Linked DNA regions of Mus musculus: regions 1, 2, 4, 5 and 6 are each linked to region 3. A link is a contact called in public promoter capture Hi-C data. All regions are on one chromosome and are shown on one strand. The core of a region is the stretch at or near the end of the contact, and the rest is flanking DNA. Distances in the headings are between cores, read along the strand shown.

The links. Promoter capture Hi-C pulls out the DNA fragments that hold promoters and counts their contacts. Capture Hi-C pulls out chosen DNA fragments and counts their contacts.
Region 1: a promoter capture Hi-C map of liver shows a contact between it and region 3, with 4 times the contacts expected there. The contact joins the enhancer-like site here to the promoter of Arl6ip1 in region 3. A contact is called at or near these places in 3 of 39 promoter capture datasets (hippocampal neurons, liver and pre-B cells) and 1 of 9 other capture datasets (liver).
Region 2: a contact with region 3 is called in a promoter capture Hi-C map of liver, with 7 times the contacts expected there. The contact joins the promoter of Eef2k here to the promoter of Arl6ip1 in region 3. A contact is called at or near these places in 3 of 39 promoter capture datasets (erythroid cells, liver and pre-B cells), 3 of 484 Hi-C or Micro-C datasets (CD4 T cells, CD8 T cells and muscle stem cells), 3 of 115 datasets of contacts at active chromatin or transcription factors (astrocytes, large pre-B cells and pro-B cells) and 2 of 9 other capture datasets (adipose tissue and liver).
Region 4: a promoter capture Hi-C map of liver shows a contact between it and region 3, with 5 times the contacts expected there. The contact joins the promoter of Polr3e here to the promoter of Arl6ip1 in region 3.
Region 5: a contact with region 3 is called in a promoter capture Hi-C map of liver, with 2.9 times the contacts expected there. The contact joins the promoter of Mettl9 here to the promoter of Arl6ip1 in region 3. A contact is called at or near these places in 2 of 39 promoter capture datasets (liver and pre-B cells) and 1 of 9 other capture datasets (liver).
Region 6: a promoter capture Hi-C map of pre-B cells shows a contact between it and region 3, with 2.8 times the contacts expected there. The contact joins the promoter of Mfsd13b here to the promoter of Arl6ip1 in region 3. A contact is called at or near these places in 3 of 39 promoter capture datasets (liver and pre-B cells).

What each region holds. Positions count from the first base shown.
Region 1 is chr7:120,680,579-120,683,702 of GRCm38.p6, forward strand. The region is part of intron 1 of Mosmo (modulator of smoothened); the gene reads left to right. Among named protein-coding and RNA genes, the nearest start is that of Mosmo, 4.5 kb to the left of the region's middle. Within about 2 kb of position 1,748, at least 5 of the 459 cell types and tissues checked have an H3K27ac peak or open chromatin away from gene starts, as enhancers often do. A contact at or near this core is called in liver, where this site is marked.
Region 2 is chr7:120,841,388-120,844,300 of GRCm38.p6, forward strand. Eef2k (eukaryotic elongation factor-2 kinase) reads left to right here and starts at 1,444. Exons shown (of 18, transcript NM_007908.4): 1 at 1,444-1,713. It overlaps Gm36449 (a long non-coding RNA gene), which reads right to left and starts at 2,124. Exons shown (of 2, transcript XR_378468.3): 1 at 1,212-2,124; 2 at 1-133.
Region 3 is chr7:118,128,342-118,131,276 of GRCm38.p6, forward strand. Arl6ip1 (ADP-ribosylation factor-like 6 interacting protein 1) reads right to left here and starts at 1,284. Exons shown (of 6, transcript NM_019419.2): 1 at 1,128-1,284. The coding sequence starts at 1,163.
Region 4 is chr7:120,916,246-120,919,445 of GRCm38.p6, forward strand. Polr3e (polymerase (RNA) III (DNA directed) polypeptide E) reads left to right here and starts at 1,533. Exons shown (of 21, transcript NM_025298.4): 1 at 1,533-1,665. n-TLaag4 (a tRNA gene) reads left to right here and starts at 1,272; the gene lies at 1,272-1,353.
Region 5 is chr7:121,032,973-121,036,089 of GRCm38.p6, forward strand. It overlaps Mettl9 (methyltransferase like 9), which reads left to right and starts at 1,473. Exons shown (of 5, transcript NM_021554.2): 1 at 1,473-2,003. The coding sequence starts at 1,839.
Region 6 is chr7:120,981,103-120,983,858 of GRCm38.p6, forward strand. It overlaps Mfsd13b (major facilitator superfamily domain containing 13B), which reads left to right and starts at 1,407. Exons shown (of 8, transcript NM_001374644.1): 1 at 1,407-1,628. Cdr2 (cerebellar degeneration-related 2) reads right to left here and starts at 1,210. Exons shown (of 5, transcript NM_007672.2): 1 at 875-1,210. The coding sequence starts at 950.

The DNA.
Region 1 (3,124 bases), core at 498-2,997, 2.6 Mb after region 3:
GCAGATGCAGTGAAACCTCTTTCTTGCGAGGGAAAGCGCATCTAAAGGACCCTTAGCAGTGTCCATTAGGACAACCAGGAATGCTCAATGCTGGGAGGATATAATGACAGTTACATAAGTCTGCCCTGTTGAGGGCAGACTCTTGCTGCCTGGTGGACTCAGCATTAACAGCGGTATCAGTTATGTAGTGCTGTGTGCTATCTCGAGTCCAGACACTCCAACTACTTGCTGTGATTCCTTTGGCTTCATGTGTTTGGCTGATGTAAACTTGTCATTTCTACATCGCCCCCTGTTTCATTGTTGTATATGATACATGAGAGTCATTGTGACAAGGGTTCCTTTTAAGAAAGTGTTGTTGGGGCTGTGGTGTAGAGGTTCTAGATTGAGTGCTAGAAAGGAGTCTTTTCCTTGGCTTGCTATCCACAGTTTTCGTTTGTCTTAAGTGAGGTTTAAAGTAAACTCATTGGGGCTTTGAGTTTTGCCAGATAACAGATTAGGAAAGGAGCAGATTTGAGTTTCAGTCTCGAATGTTGGCTTTTGGCTTCATAGACATTGCTTAACCTCAGTGTCGCTCTTTTCTCTTGTCCCTGAAGAAGCAAACTTTTTTGTAACAACAACAACAACAACAAAAAAGCTGTTAGTTTGAGTGTGATCAACCATTAAGCTATTTCAGACCTCTAGATTCCGTATGGGGGCATCGCCCCTCCACAGCAAGGGTCTCAGTGACCACTCTAAACAGCCTGGCCTAGTGCTCTCTGAAGGGGCTGCATTTCCCCAAAACTCCATTTTTTAGGTGTACAAAAGAGCTTGTCCCTTACATCTGATCAGAGCCTCTACTGTGGGTGTGTAAGAACAGGCTGCTGCATCTGCCCCTGAAGATGCTTGCATTCTTCTTTCTGTTTGGATGGGATGTTGGTGCTTGAAGTGGGGAGCAGACACTGATACCCTTGTCCCTGCTACTGTTTCTGTTTTTTGAGACAGAGTCTACTTCAGGCTGGCCCTGCGCTCATTACATGAGTAAAGGTTCTGGAAAGAAGTGATTTTATATATATGTGTATATATATATGCACTATAAGAGATATTTTCTCGACTGTCTTACACTTGATAAGGACTGGGTGTTCATCAGTGGCTATCTACGTGTTAGAGAGGCTGAGAATCTGGTAACCACTCAGTCAGGACTAGATGCTTCAGCAACCCCAGTCTGGCTCTGAAGACCTGGAAGGCCTAGAAGTTGGCTTCCTATGGCAGCAACAGCAACAAGATAGACACTGGCAAGAAGGAAGTCCGGCAAGCAGCACTGTTTTCCTCTGACCTGTCTAAATGTAGGCTGTCCTTCAGGTGTTACCCACTCTGGATATATTTTATAGGAGAAAGACTCGAAAGTCTCATGAAGAAATATTACGGATACTTTCTAAACCAGAGAACATGGTCTCAAGGCTTCTGCTCTCCTGGTAATCAGACCAGGTCTTTCTCTAAAGTCACCCCAGAGGGCCAACAGAACAAGTCCTTAGAAGGCTAGCTCATTCAGGAATGGCGCTACAGAGCTGCTTCATGCATGTTCTTTCTGGATATATCTTCACCCACCAGCCAAAGATATGGCCCTTATCTGTTTTTAGAAGTGCTCACATTGATAAGATTATCACATTCAATGTGTAGCCCAGCCAGATCAACCCACTGTCCTCCTGCCTCGGAATCCTGGGAACCAAGATTATAAGGCCTGTGCCAACATGTGGCCACTAGCTTCATTCTGTTCCTATTTTAAATTCGTTCAAGAGGAAATGATTAACTAAAATGTGACGTTAGTGCTTACAGAAGAGGGTATTGAAGACTGGCTTATTTGAGGACAAGAACTTTTCTACTATTGGATCCCAAAATGTAGACTAACTTTCCAGTCCTAAGCAGAAGTGGGAACCTGTTCCTGCAAAAGCGCTGGAGGGAAAGAACCGATGTGTTTTCACAGGTAAAAGCCTGGACTGTATGTACCCGGTTTTACACTAACAGATGAAGCCACCCAGTCCCTTCTCTCTGCAGCCTCTGGCTTTCATGGATAGAAACTCCCCTGATTATATTCAATGTCTGACATGTTCTCAAGTCTAAAGCTTGAGAGAGAACTTGGGGAATGGGGAGACTTGGGAAAAGAAGTATTTGCTTTCAGGTTCCTGCCATCTTCCCCAAACAAAGCAGTTAAGTTTCACCTAGGTGGCTGGCAGCATTGATGGCTCTGAGCCGGGATCAGCGTGATTCTGCCTATACACTGGATCAAAACATTAAATGCTCCCACCTAAGCAGACTCACTTATTAGGTACTGGAAAATTATTATCGAATGATAATAAAGCCTCTCCCTTGAGCTGTTTAACTCCAGTGTTCACAGACATGTAGCGTGAAGCAGCTCTGTAGCACCATTCCTGAATGAGCTAGCCTTCTAAGGACTTGTTCTGTTGGCCCTCTGGGGTGACTTTAGAGAAAGACCTGGTCTGATTACCAGGAGAGCAGAAGCCTTGAGACCATGTTCTCTGGTTTAGAAAGTATCCGTAATATTTCTTCATGAGACTTTTGAGTCTTTCTCCTATAAAATTATTTTTCAACAACTTTACTGAGACATAATTATAAAATACTCAGCTTGTGTATACAATTCAGTGGTTTTTAGTTTACTTACAAAACTGTATACCCATATTAAAACATCAATTTTAGAGTGTTTTCATTATTTCAAAGAGCAAGCGCATACCTCTTAGCCACCATCCTGAACTTCTTAGCCTTAAGCAACCACTAATCTTTCTGCCTAGAGAGTTATAGATTCTGGGTATTTTAAGTTAGTGGAATTTTTATGATTGGCTTTTTCATTTATATTTTTAAAGTTCCTCAATATTGGACTTTTAAAATACTTTTTGTTGTCAGGCGTGGTGGCGCACGCCTTTAATCCCAGCACTCAGGAGGCAGAGGCAGGTGGATTTCTGAGTTTGAGGCCAGCCTGGTCTACAAAGTGAGTTCCAGGACAGCCAGAGCTACGCAGAGAAACCCTGTCTCGAAAACAACAACAACAAAAAAAAAAAAAAAAAAAACCAAAAAACCTTTTTGTTGCTGAATAACAATCCATTGTAGCAATAAAGTACTTTTTATTTACCCA
Region 2 (2,913 bases), core at 194-2,693, 2.7 Mb after region 3:
TTAAAAGGTGGATTTTTGGCTCATGGTTCTGGAAGTACAAAGTGTAGAGGATGTTTCTGGTGTTTTTGCTGGTACAACTTCAAGGTGGTTCAGGTCTTCAGGTCTTTAATCTGAAAGCCCAGGCCAGACAAGCCTGTGGCAGAATAGATATTATGGTGTTTCTCCTGTCAGTAAGTCTATTAACAGTTGCTTTATTAAATGAAATAGATCACACCCTTTCCTAACTGTGTCCCTGGGCAAGATACATTCTTTATAAGTCTCAGTCCTATGATCTGTACAATACAGCTAGTCGTGCCTGCATACCTTATATAGCTGACTGCAGCTGGATGGACAAATAGCTCAAAATGTGCAACTGTTTAGATTTTTACTCTAAAGTATACGGTGAGATATGACCTCAAAGTACACATGCCTGCCTCCACTGGTTTTCAGTCTTTACATCTTCCAAGGGCTACCTTCCTTCCATGCACTGCACCAGATTTGAGTTTTGAGAAAGGGCTTCACCATGTAGCCCAGGCTGGCCTTGCTTTTCTGGGGACTGCAGAGGTCTACCACCATGCCCAAGTTCCCACCCATTAAGCACTATGTGCCAGGCCCTAGGCTCAGAGTTAGGAATACTGTGATTTTTCCCTCCAGAGAGTCCAGGAAGGCTTGACAAAGATTTTTCTTTTTTGTTTTTGTTAAGACAAAGTTTCTCTGTGTAACAGCTCTGGCTGTACTGGAACTCCCTCTGTAGACCAGGCTGGCCTTGAACTCACAAAGATCCTTCTGTGTCTGCCTCCTGAGTGCTGGGATTTGCCACCACCGCCCGGCCCTGATAAAGTTATTAATTAAAAATTATAGAAATAGTTGGAATTGTCAGGTAGGCCGAACTGTATAAATTTAAACCGAATATATGTTTATATACAAATATTAAATTTAAACAAAAATATATAGGTTATATATTAAATATTTACATATACGTGTATAATTTTCTATACTTATATTTATAAATTTATATGTAAATATTAAATACATATGTGCTTACCATGAATTTGGATTCTTTATGAGTTTTTAACACAATTTTTGTTGTTTTGCCCCCTCCTGCTCCTTCGTTACCCCTCCCTCTCTTGAAAGTGTTAAATTTCTTCAAAATTATGTCATGAAATCCTTAAGATTTCCCTTTTTTTTTTTTTTTTTGAGACAGGTTTTCTCAGTGCAGCCCTGGAACTCACTGTGTAGACGACCAGGCTGGCCTTGAACTCAGAAATCCGCCCGCAGTCTGTCTTCCAAGTGCTGGGGTTAAGGGTATGCGCCACCAGACACACAGCATGAAATCTAACGTTAGACCCAGGTGTCTAGGAAGCGTTCAACAGGCGGGGGAGCCAGAAGACAACACGGCGGCTGCATGGAGGTGATGGCCACCCGGGGACGGCCACGTGAGCCCGGGCGTGCGCCCCGTGCGTCAGTCCCGCCCCAGCCCTGGTCCCAGCCTCCAGCCTCCAGCTCCAACCCCAGCGGCAGCAGCCCCAACTCCAGCCCGTGCTCGGCTCCAGCGCTCCGACGTCTTCAGGCGCCCCACTGCGGCTGCGGGCCTGGCTCTCTGTCGCCTGCGCTTTGTACCGGGGATTCTCCTCCCTCCCTGCACCCTGGAGCGCCCGGCCGCCAGCCTTTGCCAGCTCCTTGGGATCCTTGCGGCCGTGGGCAGCAGCTGTCGCGCCTGCCACACTGTGGGAGGTAGGTGACGGGAAGATGGGGAGCCCGCGCGTCCCGCTGCAGCAGCCCCCCGAAAGGCCACTGGGGCGCTTCTCTGGTTGCAGAGCTTCCCCCGAGGCTCAGTGTTTGCGTCTGTAAGGAAGGAAAGAAAGACGTTGGCAAGCGGTGAGCGCAGTTCTGGTTGCACCAGGCAGCGCACGCGGGCCTCCGCCCGGGTCTCCTCTGTGCCTCGGCGAGCCCGCCTGTCCCCCTGAAACGCCCAAGTAACATTTCCCCTCGCCGGGTTCCCCACACTAGAGGCCTATGCGGGCCTCAGTTCTCGGAACCTCGAGGTCTGAGCTGCATACGCCCTTGCAGCATTGTTGGTTGAGGGAGTTGGGGTGTTGGCAGGCGTTGGAGACTTGTGCGCCAAGGGGCTGAGCATTCGTATGCAGTTGGTGGCGCGGGGGCGGGGACCTCCTGGGTGAGCCCTGGGCCAAAACTAGCTAGTGTCGGCTAAGGGGATTGCGGGAAACCTGCCCAGCTGCGCCCTGTGTGTGACTGATCGCGTGCGTTTCGGAAGAGTGAGATCTGACTTGGGAATTCTCCTTGGGGGAGTATTTCTGCGTCCTCCGCGATGAGGCGCTCCCTGGCTTGGGACCACTGAACAGATATTACGGAGGAGAAAGCCGAGGTCCAGAGTGGACCCCAGATCCTCAGAGGCCAGGTAGGGAATGTAGAGTAAGTAAACAAGGATTGTGAGTGTAGGGGTTAAGAGTGAAGTTTTGGGAAGACTTCCCGGGGAAGGTGCTGTTTGCTCTGTGAGGAGGACGAAGCCAGTGGAGGGAGTGGGTCCAGGCCGTGTTCAAACCCCGACCTTAGACAGCTAGCTCTTCACCCCTCTCTGCTGCGGCAACAGTTCCTGGGAAAGGAAGGCTAGCGGGGAGCGACTCCTTTGTTCCAAAGAACTGGGTTCTTTTGAGAGTCTGAGCGCGTTAGGCGTGACTTTCCTGAATGGCTCATGCCACGCTGTTTCACAAACATAGTATTTTCAAACCTTTTACCCTGCACTGATCAGACTCGCCCCAAGAGATCTTGTCATCCACAGCTGGCAGCTGTTAATTCCCCCCTGGGAACGGCCTGTAGGAACCTAGGGGTGCACGGCAGGATCGAGTTGTTTTTAGGGTTCCTTCTCTACCTTAATTTCTATTGTGAAGGAGAAAAACTTCAGGATCAGGCACA
Region 3 (2,935 bases), core at 34-2,533:
CCTCTCCCATGATAGTTTCCTTGTACAGCAATTAATCCTCTTATTGAATTGTTTGCTGGTATTGTGTAGGAGGAGTTTAAGGGTACAGGGTAAGCATCTCTATTGTATGGTACTGTGTGTGTGTGTGTGTGTGTGTGTGTGTGTGTAGGGAATTTAAGGATACAGGGAATGCACCTCTAAACACAAATACAAACTGAAAATCTTGCACTAATCAAAACTGTCCCGAAGAATCTTGTCGGCACTTAGCAGTTAAAAAGGCAGGCATTAAAAGCTGATTGCTTTTTTCATTTCTGATATGGCCTGCCTTTTCTGGGGAATGACAATACAGAAAAAAAAAAAAAAAGATCTTTCGTTCTTGCCTAGGTGGGTGATGCAGTTAAAAATTTGAAACTAGCAGGGCCTGGTGATGCGCAACTGTAATCCCAGCACAGGAGGATGACAAATACAAGGCTAGCCTCGTCAAGCTACACGAAAACCTAGCCTTAAAAACCAAAAACAAAGACCTAACCAAAAACAAAGACCTGTAATGAAGCAAACGCGCCCTCTTCTAATACCATCATCTCGTGTAGCTCCGTCAAATCCGTGCTAAATCATTTTTAAAGTTGCATCCAGTCCCGTGAGTCCCTCGCCAGTTCCCAGACAAGTGCCAGGATCCCCCACTGTCCTTTCCGCAGAACCCGTTTTCAGCTTCCTGCGGTGAACTCCAACCAGCCAGCTCCAACAAATTCTGTGTCAGCGATAAACTAATTCTCTGTAGCAGCCCTTTGACCCTCCACCCTTGCGCCAAGTTTTAGGAGAAAAAGAATCATGATTAAAAATAATCTACGGAACATGAGATTAAGATCAAAGGGCAAAACAGGTAGGTCTCCGGCCTGAGCCGGAGCGCTAGACAAGGCCCCTGGCGGCCGAGTGCCCCAACCTGTTACCCAGGTTCCTTCTTGCCACAGCCCCCTTCTCACACTTCCTCACGCACGGCCCAAGCCTTATGGTGCAGGATTCCGGGGGACGTTGGGGATCGCCAGCAGCGACCTCCACCGTGGAGATAAGGCCTGGCTGTCCCTGGTAGTCCACCGAGGCCAGGAGGCCCATCCGGAAACTCCGGGGACAGACTGACCACCGCAACTCACCAGCAGGTTGCTGCTGCGGTTATCCCCCTCCGCCATCGTTCCAGACTCGCGGTTATCAACGAGCGAACACACACTATCCCCCCAACACCAGCAAGGCAACCCGAGCGCGGGGGAACGCCCCGCAGTCTGCTTATATAGGCTAGCTGCCTTTCCCGACAGCCCTCGCGAAACTCGCTCCTCATTGGGTAGACCGCACTCCGGCTTCTGGGAAGTCGGGCCAACCGGCAGCTAGCGCATGACTTGAAATCCAGGTCAAAGGAGAGCGAAACTGAAAGACTCTGACCAATCAGAGTGCAGGGGTGTGGCCCTCGAGAGGCGGAGCGGAAGGAAGCGGTTCAACCGCCGTACCTAGTCTCTCACCCAGATCTTCCTAAATCCTGGGGCCTCTCTAGTCCCTAGCTCTTCTGCTGGAAATCAAAACCGCTCAGGCGCCTGTCCGCTCAGCTGCGCAGGGGATGCGCAATGGCATCCTATGCGGAGGCTGGAAGGGCAAGGACGCTTTAGGTTGCTGTGGCACCTGCTGACTGAAGTATTGGCTGCCCCAAGTGAGCGCTGTCTGTGCCTTCTCCCCAGCTCTGGCCTTTGGAGAACATGGAAGATGCACAAACTCTTAAAGGGCTTCATTTGCAGCCAGTTTTTGGGGGAATCATTTGCGGGGTGCTTCACTTGATAATCTATGAGTACTTCAGGTAGCTAGGGGAGCGCTTCATTCGGAGGGATGGATGAGTAGAGGAGCAATTCGGATGTTGGAGGGCTTCAGACTGATAGATTAATGGATGTATGGGGAAGCCAGGCTAAATACGACCTTCAACTAATTTTAAATTATTTTTAAAAACACTTCGTTCCTTAATTCCCAGGTTCTTTAAAGGCCTTGGAGGTTAAAGAGAAATGTGAGAGATCACATAGTGCTCCTAAATATGCCTGGTCCCTTCCTGGCCTATGGTGGCTCTGTCAAAGGGGCATACAATTTGTCATAGAACTTGTGGAAAGTACTAGAAGGTACAGACAACAGTTTTGACCAGGAAGGACGCTCATTGTGTGTGGGCGGGGCGGGGGGGGGATATTATGACTTCGGTTGATACAGAAATCATGTCAAAAATTGTAAAGCCTGGAATTCCCTCCTTCTCCTCAGTATTGAGAACAAAAGGACCCAAACAGCTGCTACCAAGCAATGAGGTGCCCATCTTGGTGGTACCAGGAGCAGTCACTTTGCTAAGAGAGGGCAGAGTAATAAGTTTTTCCTTGGCAACTTGGCTACTGCCCCAGAAAGCTTAGTTTAGTCGGTGTTCCCAAAGTAAAATTTAAGTTTAGGCCAGTCCCAGGTCCCAATCCAGCTCTCACTAACCTTCCAAATGGCTCAGAGGTTACAAACACCTCTTTTTCTACCACAAAGTGACCTTTTGAAATGTGTCAGAAGATGAAGCTCGTAACACAAATCTTCCTCAGAACTTTGGCACTGCAAATGAAGAAGATCTTTGCAAATACTCTTCTTCTTTCAGAGCTTTCACTCACAATTAAGGCTCTGCAGTTTTGTTTTAAATATTGCTAAAATTAAGCTTCATGCATTTTCTGTGTAATCCTGGCTGTCCTGAAACTTGCTTTATAAACCAGATTCGCCTAGAAATTCCACCTATCCTTGCCTCCCCTGGGATTGAAGGTGTCGATTCTTATCTAAGAACTTTCCTACTGAAATAATTAACTCGCTGTTCAAAAGGGAGTAAAACATTTTTTAAGAAATTTTTTTAATTTGGAGAGATAATATGAAAAAAAAAAGCCACAAAACTATTGCAAAACAAACTTTCTGGGAT
Region 4 (3,200 bases), core at 283-2,782, 2.8 Mb after region 3:
ATTCTTTTTCTATCATGTGGGTCCCAGGGATTTTTACATGCTTTTACACGCTTAGCCATTTCGAAGGCCTTACTTGTGTAACTTTTAATAAAAATTATGTACACAAGAAAATAATTGGAAGCAAAATGCCATATTGGCCAGGTGCAAGGCTGTAATTCTGGTACTTAGGAAGTGCAGGCAGGAGGATCAGAAATTCAAACTCATCAATGCACGTAGTTCAAAGCCAGCCTGGGCATTGTGAACCTTAGTTTAAACAACAAATGAATATGTATGCATGTTCAAATGTAAATGCAGAAATGAGTTTAATTCTAGGTGGTGGAAATATGGGGTGTGTGTGACTATTTTTTTTTTCATCTTTTTCAGTGTTTTAAAATATCTAGGGCTGGTGAGATAGCTCGGTCAGAAGGTAGGTAAACACACTTGCCTCGAAGCCTGACAACCTAAGACGCCCCCACAGGGTGGAACAAAAGAACTTATTCATCAGGCAAGTTGTCCTCTGACCTCCACGGCCCGCCCCCGCCCGTTCCCCACTCCCAAACAAATAAATAAAGTAAACGTAAAAGTCTGTATGGGCATATTAACATGCAAAGATACTTAAAAATAAAGTCTGGTTAAAAACAAAAGCAAAACAGAAAATAAATCAAAAGTATAGTGAAAAACCAGCCAGCTGTATATCTCTATGTGTTACTGTGTTAATATTTATATACCAACCCATTCACAATATGAACAAAACTATTTTCTATGGAGATAAACATTGACAGCAAAAGAGCAGAAAGGATGTACAATCAGCCAATAATGCTGGGTACTAGGAAACTAGAGCAAGTCAAAGCTCGAAGAATCTTATTTTGAATATTACAAAGAATATATTTTATCTGCAAAGTTTTAAAATTGTTTGTGTACTAAAAATTTAAACACGTAAATTTTCAGATAGAACTCTGCAGACCTGGGGTTACAGTTCAGCTCTGAGAGCTTGGTGAAAGTTACTGACAGAACCAGACATCGAATTCGGGTTTTTGAGTGTCTGAGTGGCTTAACCTGACACCTTAACCAACTGACTCAGAACGCAAAATAAACTATCCTTTGCTTTAAAACTTATTTGGAACAAGCTTGCATCTAAATACTTTTATTTCAATAAGTGGCATGATGATAATATTGTTTATGGCAATTTCTATCGGCAGGAAATAAAATAAATAAATATAACTCCAAGAATCGAAAGAAAATATACGTGTCAATCCAATAAGTAGCTTCTTAGAAAACGACGTCAACAGCTGGGTAGTGTGGCCGAGCGGTCTAAGGCGCTGGATTAAGGCTCCAGTCTCTTCGGGGGCGTGGGTTCGAATCCCACCGCTGCCAAGGCAGGCTTTTTCTTTTGTCTCAGCGTCTTTCGCTCTAGGTTCCTTCTGCGAGCGCAGCGGCGACCCCTGCTGTCGATGTGCGCTCTCTGCACCACGAGCAGCTCGCCGAAGGGGCGGTCCCGCGCGCGCCGGGGCGGGGCATTGTGGGTAAGAGGAAGCGCGAGGGCCGGCCCCGCTCCCCCCACGTGTCCGGCGGAGTTTCTCCAGCAGGAACATGGCCGCTGCCTGATAGAAGACCCGGCCGCCGCCGTCTCTGCAGCCCGCGGGTCCCTGGGCCGTTCCGCCGCCCGCGCGCGGCCCCGGCGGAGAGGTGAGCCCCGACTCGGCAGCCTCGGGATCCGGGTCGCAGCCGTCGCACTCGCTCGGTGCTCCGGGCCGCGCTGCTGACTAGGCCAGACAGGCCCCCGCCGCTGCGTGCCGAGGGGCCGCGGCCTCCCGGGACCAGGGCAGGGCGCAAGGTGGCCGCCCGGCTTTCCAGGCCGCCCCGGGCCTGGGTCGCTCCGTTCGGCTGGACGGTGGGGAGACGACGGCGGTGCGGCCCGCGCTGACTCAGGCTTCGGCCGCGCTGCCCCGCCCGGGCCTGGCTCCCGAACCGCACCTGCGAGGGCACTGGTGCCCGGTGGCGTGGCGGCTTTCGGAAGAGTGGGAAGGGCGCCTGAGCACCGGCGACATGGAGAAAGCCACTGGACTCGGGGCCGCCTGCATGGGCAGGGGTCGTTGAACCTGGTCAACTCTGCTTAGCCCGAGCGGGCCCGGGACGCCTCATTCATTGATCTGTGTTTAAGCAGAGTGGCGACTGCTTCGTGGACCCGGGGACCTTCCAGTAACGGGGGATGGTGCACATACCGGGTCATCCTGGAATATTGTTTTAGAGTTCCTGGGTTTGGGAGCGAAAAGATAAGATCATACCTTTATCTGTGAAATGGGGATATGATTCCCGTGCTACGGTGTTTTAATGAGTGTAAGATGGGTGACACTCCTGCTTCTTTCATTTGTGGCTGTCTTGTTCGGTCTTATATTGGAAGAAAACATGTTGCCACGTAGCAACAGTCCTTCTAGGTTCGCCTTATCCCTTTGAAGCCGGTGTGTGGTTTAAAATAGGAAAGGACCCAGGGTTATGCAATTCACGTCGCTAATCAGCTGCTATATTGAAGAGGTAGGATTTGAACCTGTAAGGTTTTGCACGGCAGTCCAACCTCTTAACCACTACACCATACTGCCTTTTACCAAAGAGATGTGCAGCATGTTAGTTAAGAATAAAACCAAGGCTCTTGGCATCAGCTAGATTTGGATTTCTTTACCTGTTTTCTTGGGGGGCTGTGACCTTGGGTAAACCAATTCGAAGTTGGGCACTATAAATTTTGATTTGCACAGCTAATGAGAAGAGTATTATTTGGTACTATATTGATGCCTGGCATCATTAATATTTGGGAGAAAGAACTGTGATTTTTTTTTTTTAATTTTAAAAGTAATGATCCCATAACCACGACCAAGTATAATTATTATCTCCACTTAATGGTCCAGGAATGTGAAGCATAGAGAAGCCTTCGTAGAGTTTAAAGTCTAGTACAGAGGACAGCTAACACCTGACCAGCAAGCAGATCAGGAAGTTCCAGCTTAGGACCATTCAGGAAATAAGGAATTATGCTTGTAATGGAAGGGGCTGGAAGCGGCTGTTTCAGTTGAGTTGTCAGGGAACACGTCTAATCCTGGAAGGACTGGCAGTGGTTACATATAAGGAAAATGAGCATCCAGAAAATGACTTGGTGAGCCGGGCAGTGGTGGCTCATGCCTTTAATCCCAGCACTTGGGAGGCAGAGGCAGGTGGATTTCTGAGTTCGAGGC
Region 5 (3,117 bases), core at 223-2,722, 2.9 Mb after region 3:
AGGGTAATTTATTTTTTTAGGTGAGCTGCTCAGGCATAAAGCAAAATTTGGTAGGTGTCTTAGCTGTCAAGTTCACCCCAAATTCTTCAGATCCTATCAGATGTATCTTTGCTTCTTGTTTAGAGGATACATTTAGGATTGAAGTCTTGGAGCTGTGGTTAAGCAAGCTTAATCTTAGGACACAGTTTTCTGTATCCTTTGTCTTTAGAAATGAAATATGCCCGTTTATGCACTCTTGTTGTATCTCCTCTTTACTTAAAAAGGTGAAGACTCTGGTTTGATACAGAAGAGCTTTATTGGAACTCAAAGAGGGGACATAATACAGTCATTTACATTCACTATTATAGCTTCTTTTAAGTATGTTGGACCAGTACTTCTAGAAAGTTGAGCTCAATTTAGTAAGGTATAGTCTTGGGTTTAACACCCAACTTGGAGAGATGTCAGGGAATATACCAGAATGAGAGAAGACAAAGTATTTTGTTATATTCTATGCACATTAGGTAACAAAATATTCTTATTAACGAAAGATGGTAAATAGATACTTTAACACCTAAGGAGTTTGTGATAAGGAATGCCATTTCTCATCCAGGGGTCATTATTTCATAAACGGAAATCTCTTCAGTGTAGTGTGATGAAATTAACGTAAAGATAAATTTGTTTTATAATTAATTTAAAATTAATGTACAGAATCTGTCGCTGTCAAATGAAAAGCATATTCTAACAAACCTAGGAAGGTGTGAGTAGCTGGGCTAGGAAATATGCTGTAGCTTAGTAGCAACAGTTGAGACACAACGACATCTCATGACCCTCATTTTAGAAACATTGGGCTTCTTCCTGCTATAAATGATCTAAGAAATATCTGGCTAAATCTCCCCAGACCGAGCACATTTTAAGAATGTCTGGTCCAACTTCTATCAGCTTGAGAAAACATGGCAGCCAGGACTAACTTGCAAGGAAACATGGCAGCCAGGACTAACTTGTGGCCTTCGTTGTCCAGCAGATGCTATTTTCCATCACATTTCGTTGAGTGCTCCAGGAGCAACAGTTTCCAACAAAGGCAGAGCTTTCACTCATGAGGGCTTCACTAGACCTGTGACAGCCGCTTCTCAGGCTTGGGAACACCGGGACTGGGAGTGGCGGTGGGATTCTTTCCCCCTCGATTCTCTGCTTTGCAGCTATCGGGTGGCTTTTGGAGTTGGGAGTCAGGTTCGCTGACCCCAGATGGAAATTATTAAATAGACGGTCAAGACTGTAGCAAGAAGGGCAGCGCGGGTCTATCGAATAAACCTGGGTCTGTGTCAATGGGAACAATTAGGTCAAAGGTGTAATCGAGGGGCCCACAGGGTAGTTACTAAGGCAAGACAAGCCCGGAAGTCCTGCAGACCCCTCCTCGGAGGGGCCAGACTCTAGTAGCCCCTTTAGGAAGTCTCCCCCGGATCTTCCGCCATTATGAGTCCAGGCGGCGCCACGGAGGACGTGCACGCCCTCTCTCCCAACTCCCGGGCCTCCCGGTCTCCGCTCATTGGGCAGGGAGGACGCCCCTCCTGCGTTTGTACGTGCACCGGGTGGAAACACGACCTGGAGTCGTTGGCGTTCCGGGCTGGGAAGGGCCGCGGGGGACGTGAGAAGGCCGCGCGCCTGCCGCTCCTCCCCCGCCCCCCCTCCCGCGCCATCTCCCCCTCCCTCTGCCTCGGCCCCGAAGGGGGCTGCACGGGCGACTTGGCGGCGATGGCTCGAGCTCCGGCGGCGACGACGGTGGCCGGAGGCGGCGGCTCCTCCTCCTCCTCCTCCTGGGCTTGGGCCCGGCGGTGATCCGAGCTGGCGGCCGCGGCCCCCCGATGAGACTGTTGGCGGGCTGGCTGTGCCTGAGCCTGGCGTCCGTGTGGCTGGCGCGGAGGATGTGGACGCTGCGGAGCCCGCTCTCCCGCTCCCTGTACGTGAACATGACTAGCGGCCCCGGCGGGCCAGCGGCGGCCGCGGGCGGCGGGAAGGACACGCACCAGGTACTGGGCCGCAGCCCTGCGGAGCGGGGGCGTGGCGCGGCGCGGCGGGGCGCTCGGCCTTCCCGCGCTCGGCCGGGCCATTGTGCGGGGCGGCGCGCTCGGGCCTCGGCCCCGGCCTCTCACAAACTTTTCCCGGCCCGGGCGCTGGCCCCACGGCGCCTTTTGTTCGGCGGCGCGGGCGGGGGACAGCCTTTGCTGCCTGGCTCCCCGGGCCCCAGCGTGGGCGCCCCGAAGCCCCGCATTGTTCCCAGGCCGGCGGCGGCGTCCGCGTCCGCCCTCAGGACCCGAGCAACTTTGGGTAGGGCCACCCAACTGGCACTGGGGCCTGAGCAGAAAACTGCCCCAGCTCTCACCCAGCCAGCCTTCCTCTACCCCCCCGAGGGACAAAACCGAAAGCCGGTCTCTTTTTGTCTGGCCGAATCTCTGGATATACAAAGGGTTCTAAAGACATTAAACTGGGCCTCGTGAACATTTCGGCTGACATTTCCCCGAAGCACTTAAAAAAATGTGTTTGACAGGTCTGGGCTCCCAGCCTAGGAACTCTCCTCCCCCTCTGCCTATGAGACGTGTCCTTTCAACTTGGGTTTAGTGAGCTGACCAGAGAGGTTGGGATGAGGAGGAAGATGATGCAAGCTTTAAACGGAGAGGTTTAAAAAATCTGAACTGTTCAGCAGTGAATTCTTGTAGCTAATGAATGGATTGTGAGCCGTGGGGGTTCTACCGGTTGGATGGGGTTGGATGGTCTTTTCATTAGCTATTTGTACCACTTAAAGAAACATGCATGGGTCAGCTGTTGAATTAAGAGGGAGGTAGTTTGCATTTGACCGTAAGTAGTTTGTGGTTAACCTTGCAGTCACAGAAGAGAAGCCTTTGAATTTAGACAAACTTTGCGCTTTTTCTAAAAGCCTGAGTTTAGTATGTCTTGCTTTTACAGAGAGATGTAAGGAATGATTCCTTGTGTTATTTGGACCTCACCTTTTTATGTATAACAGCATTAAGATTTTATTTGCTATTAACTGGATTGTGTTGTTTTTTTTATGGTGTTGGGATGGAACCCAGGTCCTGGAAACTGTTCTACCCTGATCAATACTCAGACCTCATTTTCTATTTTGGA
Region 6 (2,756 bases), core at 157-2,656, 2.9 Mb after region 3:
TAAAGGAGCCTACCAGGGTGTTGAGGGCCGGCCTATCAGTGTCCCCAAACACAAAATCCTGCTATGAATGTACAAGAAAATGGGCCACTGGCTTCAGACTGGGGGCACTCTTGAGATTGTCTCTGGAGATGCCCCGATGCAAGAAAACCAAGGCAGGATTATTTTTAATTGAAAACCCGAAAGAAAGATAAGCGCATGATAAGAGCTGCCCTCGAATAATTTCATTTAGCCCCCGATGAACGATGGCTAAGTAATAAATTAAAACACAAAACAAAACAGTTTAATACCCAACTGAGTAAGCTGTAAACTGGGATGCTAAGAAACTGAACAGTGTCTACAGGCTCCTCATACTCGGCTTTAGGGAATCCACCTAAATCTTTTAGCCTCTGCTTTCTGGAAAACGGGACAAAAAAAAAAAAATTTACTCTCACAGAGAGATGGCGCGGGTACCGCACAGCAGCACTGCCCTCCCACCACCTGCAGCGGCTTTGCAGACTCTGCGGACCATGAAAGGCGATGTGGGGCAGGCAGGGCAGCACGACCCGGACCCAGGCCAGCAGCTCGCCTCTAGAGCAGGACAAGCTGGTCCACTCCTGCCCACCTCAGAGGTCCATCCGCTCATACCCGGCAAGCGCTTTCTTAAAGCACCGAGCATCAGCCTGTGTGGCGCACCCGCAGGGCCGTGGGCCGCGCGCGCTTGCTCTCTGCGGTCGGGATGGGCGGATCCGTTGCCAGGTGAGGGCAAGAAGCACCGGGCCGCGGCATCCCAAACCTCCAGCCTAAGGAACTTTCTAGCACTTTCCACACCTGCCACCCCCGGACTCCCACCCCAACAATCCCGCCCCCCCCTCCCGACCGGCGACCTCGCCCTCACCTTGCTGGAGGTCCCGGTGGTCGTACCACGGCTCATCCTCCATCTCGAACTCCTCCACTAGGTTATCTGCCAGCATGTCGCCGGGGACGTCCGGGGGCAGCGGGCTCTGCCGCCGCCCTGCCGTTTCGGCCGCTGCCCCGGGCTCTCCCCCGGCCCCGCCGCCCTCAGCCAGAGCCACCCTGGGGCGGGACACGCAGGTCCCGCAGCAGCTCTCGCCGCTATCCCGCGCCGCCCAAAGGCCGGCGCCCTAGCGAGCGCGCCCCGGGTGGCGCCGGGAGCCGGCTCCTCACGCCTGCTGCCCGGCCCAACGTGGCACTTTGGCAGAACCCTCCCAAAGCCGGGGAGACGATTCAAACCCGGGAGGCACCTTGACCAATCACGAATGAGCCGCCTATAGAGTGACAGCGACTTCAGCCAATAGAATATCAAAAAAGGTCGCGGGTCCGAGGACCATCAGCCAATAATAGCTTAGGAAGGAACAAAGGAGGCGGGGAAAGACGAAGAGGGTGCGGTCGGCAGCCCCTCCTCTTTTGTCTGCGTCGCGTCTCCTCAGTTGAGTGCACTCCAGTTCCGGAGTGTGGAGGTGGCTTTGGCGAACACCGGGTGCCGAGGACTACTAATTCTGGGCACGGGTCATCATCTTCCCACCCGAGGGTTTCGGATGCGGGCCAACTCTCCTTGGCTCTGCCCTCGGTGATGCTCGGAGGGAGACTCATGGTCCGTCGGGAAGTTAAAGCCGAGAGAACGCTACTGAGTGAGAGCTGCTCCTCAATCTTGGAGCCCTGGCCTTCCAGGGGCCTGGCTATGAACTCCTAAAAGGGCAGTCACCAACCCCACTTCACACTCCAGAGTCCCGGGCTGGCCAGTGGAAGCCGCCTCCCCTGAGAAAAGTTGCCACAGTTTTGCATAGAATTTCTTAAAGGTTCATAGAGCCCAGGATAAATACCTAAGATCAGGCATTGCACTTGGTGGCCAGCTTGCCGGCGTCAGCTTGTTAACACAGCCGTAACTACTGTTTCTTGGGTTAAACTTTTAATATATTTGGGTACCTCACTTAGGGAAACTCTCAGAGGGCAGAAAGGTCGGCGCAGATGTTTGGGATGTTATAACTGATAGCATCTACAGAGGACGGGAGAAGAACTGTGACAACTGAGGGGGGGAGGGGATGTTATAACTGATAGCATCTACAGAGGACGGGAGAAGAACTGTGACAACTGAGGGGGGGAGGGGAGTAATTACTCAGGTTTGGCAGTAGTGATTTGGTAGAAACCTCCTGAAGTTAACTCCTTCACACAGATCCGGAGTGTCACCCGAACTAAAGTGGAAAGCAGTTGAAAGTTTGCCTTATCCAAAAAAAGCACCAGTTGTGGCCTTAAAATAGTGTACTCAGATTACTATGGCTTAAAACAGGAGAAATTGCTAGGAAGAAGCTACAAATCCTCAGAGATACTTTTATTTCTCTGAGATCTCGGGTAATTTGGAGGAAGGAATACTTCACCCTAATTTCTTTTTTCAGTGCTAACGATGCCTTAGGCGTGCCACTCTCCATCATTCTTGTGGGTCCTAAGATGCTCCTTTTCAGATCAGTGTAACATGCACCTGTTCCTGGGAACATGGTCTTGTGAAGGTCAAGAAAGCCTCCCCATTGTGAGGTTGGTTTGTTGTTTGTACAGAGTCTCACTGTGCAGCCCCAGCTTTGCCTAGCACACTATGTAGATTAGGCTGGCTCTGCCTCCAGAGTGCTGGGATAGAAGGCACACAACCATCAAACCCTGTCCCTACAGGAATGTTGTTCTGGCGAGATTTTCCTCTTCATTCCTTAAGAAAGACTCCTTAATAGACCTTAAGGTACCAAGAACCTAGGGTTAGAAATCTAATTGTC